Linked DNA regions of Oryctolagus cuniculus: region 1 is linked to region 2. The links are chromatin contacts, called in public Micro-C maps. All regions are on one chromosome and are shown on one strand. Each heading gives the region's core, a stretch centred on a gene start, on an enhancer-like site or on the middle of the called end of the contact. The rest is flanking DNA. Distances are from core to core; before and after follow the strand shown. Region 1 holds the start of PHF12 (PHD finger protein 12). Region 2 holds the start of NEK8 (NIMA related kinase 8).

What was found. A called contact is a pair of places that touch in the nucleus more often than the background predicts.
Region 1: a contact with region 2 is called in a Micro-C map of ear pinna, with 6 times the contacts expected there. The contact joins the promoter of PHF12 here to the promoter of NEK8 in region 2. A contact is called at or near these places in 2 of 6 Hi-C or Micro-C datasets (ear pinna and an unstated tissue).

What each region holds. Positions count from the first base shown.
Region 1 is chr17:44,438,507-44,441,429 of mOryCun1.1, reverse strand. It overlaps PHF12 (PHD finger protein 12), which reads left to right and starts at 1,506. Exons shown (of 15, transcript XM_002718916.5): 1 at 1,506-2,163; 2 at 2,810-2,923. The coding sequence starts at 2,098.
Region 2 is chr17:44,224,957-44,227,999 of mOryCun1.1, reverse strand. It overlaps NEK8 (NIMA related kinase 8), which reads right to left and starts at 1,342. Exons shown (of 15, transcript XR_011383611.1): 1 at 1,190-1,342. All of the region lies in intron 1 of TLCD1 (TLC domain containing 1), which reads left to right.

The DNA.
Region 1 (2,923 bases), core at 257-2,756, 210 kb before region 2:
AAAGAGAGAAGTCATTTTAAAAACGAAAAATCTTAAAATTCCACACACTGGCATTCCCACTCTACATAACTTATCTTCCTTATTGTCCCAGGTGCAGTTAGTATCTTGTAGTGGACAGTGTCTGGCCTGGGGATCAAATTCGTTCAGAGAGAGAGAGAGAAAGGGGGAGGGGGGAGAGAAGCAATTGAAAAAAAAGTTTCATTCCCACGTCTGCCATAAATTCATTATGCGGCCTCTCTGTGCCTCTGGAAAGACGAGAATGAAATCAGATGGTCTCTCGGCCCCTCTCAGTTTTATGACTCTGAGAATGCGTGTGCCGTAACATTAGACATGGGCAGGACACCGCTGTCAATCATGCTACTTAAACGCCCACTTTTAGGCACAACGATGCGGTTCCCTTCTTCACTGCTTCATCTACCGTTGGGCAGCAATAACTGGTCACCTCTGCGGGCAATAGCAAGGGGAAGGGCGAGCGCCCTGGAAGAGAGCATGCATCCCCGCCCAGAATTCGAGGTGAGGCCCTAAGACTACAAATCCCAGCATGCAGCACGGAAATTCTCAAAAGCATCTTCCCGACAAGCGAATTACTCCTTTCCTTCCTTCCTACAGTATAGTGCGTTTCAAGCTCACGGAACTACGACTCCCACAGTCCATCAGACCCATCGCGATGCTTGCTCCCAGGGTGCCATGCGCTCCCGTCCGCCCTTTTGGACCCCCTGCGCATTGCAATCTGGGAGTGGGAGTCCTCTGTGGGCCGGTAGCTGGGCGTTGTCAGGGATTACAAACTCTAAGCCTCTTGAGCAGTTCTCAGAACGGTGGTCGAGAGAGGGTGGTAACGGGCAGGCGGAAGTCTCCATGGTGCCATCACCACGCAAGGCAGGGATGCTCGTTCTAAATTTAATTGTCGGGAGCAGGAGGGAAGTGGGGACGGCAGCCACCCAGCCAAAGCGTCGCTTTCTGTCGCACTGGCTTTTCTTTTCTCTTTATCAACATGGCGGCCTGGTCCAGCCACACCTGACGCTGGAACCAACTGTCCAGTCCAACACCTCTATGAATACTGCCATCACCAGCAGCCTACCAGCTCTGTCCAACATTCCTTGCCCCTTCCTGTTCATGCTTGAGGACTACAAGGACACGGCAGCCCTTATCCCATTACTAAAATGGCGAAAGGAGCAGCTTTCTTTGAGGGCCTGCAGGTGACGATACGCCTGCGCGGGAGGCGGTTGTGTTATGGGGCGGGAGGGGAGCATCCCCAACACGCCTGCGCGGGAACAGAGCCCTCTCGGTCTGCACACAAACACCAATGGATGAAGAGTCCTCGGGTTCCTGCGGCTGCGCTGTGACCCCTAGGAGCTTCCTCAGGCGCCTGCGCGAGACCTCGGGTCCCGCCCTTTTATCTCAGTACGCTGGCGCAGGGCAGGAAGGCGGGGCTCCGGGGCTCCAGACGAATGCCAGCGCGGCTGCGCGCTGGGGGGTACCCCCTCACCGCGGCTGCGCGGGAGCCCGGCCGCCGGCTGTCACTGCGGTTGCGCGCGGCGAGCGGCGATCCCCGGGCGCCTGCGCGGGTGGCTTTGCGGGCGCTCGCGGTAAGTTTGCGCCAAGTGCGCGGCAGCCGGGACGCAGACGGCGGCGGCGGCGAGAGGCGGAGCCCGGGGACCACCCCCCATCACCCTCCCCCCCAGTCACCTCACGTACCACAACCTCACCTAACCTCTCACCCCCCCCTCCGATCCCCCTAACCCCGGGATGGCAGCGCCCGCCAGCCTTCCCGGCCGGACCAGCGGTCGCCAGCGCCGGCTTTAGCCTGTGGGACTAGGCCCCGCCGAGGCCTGACCCCCGGAGCCGGGACCCACTGTGCAGCCAGCCGCCGGGCCGGGGCTGAGGGGCCGCTCCCCCCTCACGGCCCGCGGGGAGGACGCTGCCGTCCCAGGGACTGGGGGCCGGGGGGTGGGGGGGAGCCAGGGCGAGGAAGTCGGGACCCGTGTTGGGAAAAAAGAAGGGGAGCCGGGGTCAGGAGCACCCCCTCCCCCCGCCTCCCCCCTCCCCCCGGGGTTGGGGGGGCCGGAGCAGAGAGCGCCCAGCCCGGGAGGTGGATGAATGTGGGAGAAAATGGAGACCAAGACGATCGTGTACGACTTGGACACGTCGGGGGGGCTGATGGAGGTAAGAGTGGCCCTCCTCATCCCCTTCCCCCAGCGCCGGGAGGGAACCTCCGCCCTCCGCCCCACAAAGCCGGCCTGAGCTCGGAGCGCCAGAGGGCCAGGGGAGGGGGGTTTCTTCCCTGCTCAGCCTCTCCCTCCCATCTCGGCGATTCGGGGGGCTGAGCTCAGCCGCCGAGGACGTTTGCAGCAGTTTCACCTACCCGCCGCCCTCGATTCGCTTTCCAGAGGCGCCAGCCCACTCCATCGCGTTGCACCGGCGGGCCTCCCCACCCCCTTCTTGTCGGCCCCTTTGTGCTTCCTCCCGCACGTCCGGGTACCGGGCTTCGGGCCTCTCCCGAGCCAGGCTTTGGAGTCCCCCACTGTCCATACAAGGAAGTGGCGAGAAGGGAACCGCGCACCCTCTCCCCATCCCCCTACCCTGATCCTCCCCATTTGGAAGAAGCTGCGCTCGTTGTTGTGCTGCAGAAACGCGGTTGGGGTGGGCTCCCCCTGGTTCCGGGGGCTGAGCGGTTCTGGGAGCAGCCTGGATGGGAGGAAGAAGGACAAAAGGGGGGAGAGGGGTGGGTGACGGAGTAGCCGCGCCGGGGGGTCGACGGGCCGCCCGGGAGCTCCGAGTGTGCACACACGCCGTTTGTATGTGTGTGCAGCAAATCCAAGCTCTGCTGGCTCCCCCCAAGACGGACGAGGCGGAAAAGCGGAGTCGGAAGCCTGAGAAGGAGCCGCGGAGAAGCGGCAGGGCCACCAACCACGACAGCTGCGAT
Region 2 (3,043 bases), core at 93-2,592:
TTCAGCACACAGGAGCTTACCAAATGTTTCCTGATGGAATGGCTGTAACTTGACCATCTAAGCCTTGAATTTTCAGGGTCAGATCCCTCCTCTGAGCCTCGGGCTCATATAGCTGGCTACGAGGCATCCCGAATTTTAACAAATTCAAAATGAAACCTTTGATTCCTGCCCCTTAACCTTTCCTCCCTTGTCTCTCCCTCAGTTGGTGGGTGACAGTACCGTTCCTGTTATTAAAATCAGACGCAGAATCTGAAAATCATCCCAGAATCCTTCCTCCAGCTCACGCTAACACATCAGCAAATCTTGTGGCTACCTCCTAGATACTGTAAACCCACCCAATCCTCCCTGGGTCCTCTGCTATAACCCTTGTCCAGGTCATTTTAGTGCAGACTAAAATGCTGTACTAGCCTCCACTCCCCTCACTCTCAAATATAAACTCCAGAAGCAGCCGGTGGCATTTTAAAAATGCAATCCACATGAGAACGTCCCCTGCTGCAGAAGTCCTGTCATACTGCAAGTACATTCAACCCCTTCGCCCTGGCTAACGAGGCCGGAACAGATCGCCGCGTGACCATCGCATTTTACACCGCTCCCTTCTTTGCCCACTACCTTCCAACCTGAGTCTTTCCCTCAGGGCTCCGAATTCTCCTCCGCCCACGCCATTTCCGCCATTTCCCCGGGGTGCAAGCTCTTCCCTCACGTCACATCACTGCTGCTCGCTGCTCAAGTCCCTGCTTTGAGTTGAATCTCACTTCTCAGAGAACTCCTCCTCGACCGCCCCAAATAAACAAACCCTCTCCCTGGTGTTGGACTCTATCCTCGCTGCCTGGTAATAACCGCTCGTAACTGCTCCTACTTTACAGGTGTTATTCATTGTGTAACTTTCCTACGGCCTGTGAGCTGACAGGGAAACGGCCACGCCTGTTTCGGTCCTAACTGTGTACTCTGCGCCCAGTCTGACACACACGGGCCAGCGCCTAAGCAATCTAACAGAACCCCGCCAGCACGCACAGGTGGCCAGGGGCGTGGCCTCACGGGGGCGGGGCCTCCGGTCCGGTACCGGAAGTCTGGGCGGGGCTTCCCAGAGTGGCGCTCACTCCTCGGGGCGGGGCGCGATTTCGCGGTCAAAGTTAGGGCCTATTACCATCTCTCTCCCCTGGCAGTTTCCTCCCCCAGAGCCCTGGCTCACCCGAAGGCACCTCGCCCCACAACTCGGATCCGCTCGTACTTCTCCATCTCATCTCCCAGAGTTACACTTCCGGAACCTCGCTTGTCCCCGCCGCGGCGCATGCGCGGCCCTGCCCACGGGGTGCCCCGCCCCCCGCGCGGGACGCTAAGGGCGGGGCGGGGCCGGAGGGAGCGGCGCTGGGTGTGGGCTCCGCGGGCGGGCGTGCGCTGCGCTGGCTACTGCGCCGGGTTCCCTCGTGGACCTGCCACCCACGCAAAGAAGGCAGTCCGCCGCTTTTTAGCACGTCCCGCAGCGGCCAGCAACGGCGCCGGCCACTTCCCACCTATGGTCGGGCCCCGCTCTCGCGAAGCTGCTTAGATGAGAGGGGTGCCTGCCCGGAGAGTTGCCCCTCTCGGGCCGGGTGGGCGCCGAGAAGCAAGGACCGACAGCCTCGGCTGCCCGTGGGCGACGCTGTTTCCGAAGGCGCGCGAACGATAGACACGAGTGCAACTTAGCAGAAGCGGCGCTTTGGTGCCCTGGGGCGGAAGGAGGCTTGGGTTCGCGTTTGCCTGGGGAAGGGCCGGGAAAACCCCAGGTTGTGCAGGGGGAGTCCTCGGGGGAGGCCGGTACCAGCGGCGAGCCTCGCGCTTGTGCGCACTCCCGACGCGGCCGCCCGTGCAGGGGGACCTCAGCTCTGCCCCGGGCCTGGGGCCTGGAGTGCCGGTGCTCCCCGGCGCCTCCTGCTCTGCGGGAGCTCCACGAAAGCCCCGCGGTATGCAGAAAGGTGATCATTAGCTAGGGATGAGCGGGCGAGGACTGTAAGGAAAGGGGTGTCGGGTCTTTGCCCTGCCCCTCGAGAGGACCTGCGAACGCGCTCGGGGGCACGGGACACCGGAAAGGCCCTGGAAGGCCCCTCGGCCGCGGGCTCCAGCCAGCGTCGGCTGGCCAGGCTACCCTGTAAGCCGAGGGAAGGCCGCGGAGGGGCGGGGGAAGCAGCTCACCGGGGACGCTCGTGCTCTCGCCTAGAAACCGACGGGGCCCCTAGGAGCCGCCCTGGGATTAATGGGTAACCTTGGAGCCGCCAGGAGAGGCAGAGCAAAACACCCAGCCGCTTGGGTCTCTGCGCTCCACTGGTTTCCTGCGCCCTCTCTTCCCCCTTCCCCCACTGACTCCCCGACGCACACGCCCCCTCCGGCCCTCAGCTGCTCCTTTCGGCCCTGGCTCAGGTTATCCCCGAATCCCAGCTGCTCTGCTCGTCTGGCGGCGGGCGGGGACCCCGCGCCACGGTGAGGACAGGCTGACACCCAGCGGCCGGGAGCTGCAACTGCACCAGGCGGCGGTGGGCAGTGAGGGTCACCCCAGGAGCCGGGGACACGGGGGCAGTCTACCCCGCCCCGGCCTCCGGGGAGCCGGGGAAGGGCTGGGATAGCTGAACGAGGACTGTGACAGCCTCGTGGCCCCCGGAGCCCCAGGGCGGGCTGGGAGGAGAGTGGCGATGGGTGACTCAACAGTTCCTAAGCCATCACTCGCGAGAGGCGCGGGAGAGGCAGGTAAACAAGTCCGCCTCTGGCCGGGTGGAAGAAGAGGGTCTGGGCGGAGACCATCGTTCAGCGCACGGCTCCGACTCTTCCCCGGGACGCGGGCTGACGGGCCGTGGGCGTGCGGTGGGTCCCGCCCAGCTCTGCCCAGAAAGGAGTTGAGGGCGGAGAGTTCTCGAGGTACCCGCCCAGAACGGGGGAGCCCGTGCCCCCCGGGGAAAGTGGGGACGCGGGTTAATGAGGCCGGACAAGCGAGGGCGGCTGGGGGACCCCGTCGGCAGTCGGGAGGAGCCTGCGAAGGGCGCCTCGGCTGCGGGGTCCAGGACAGCCCCTTCTC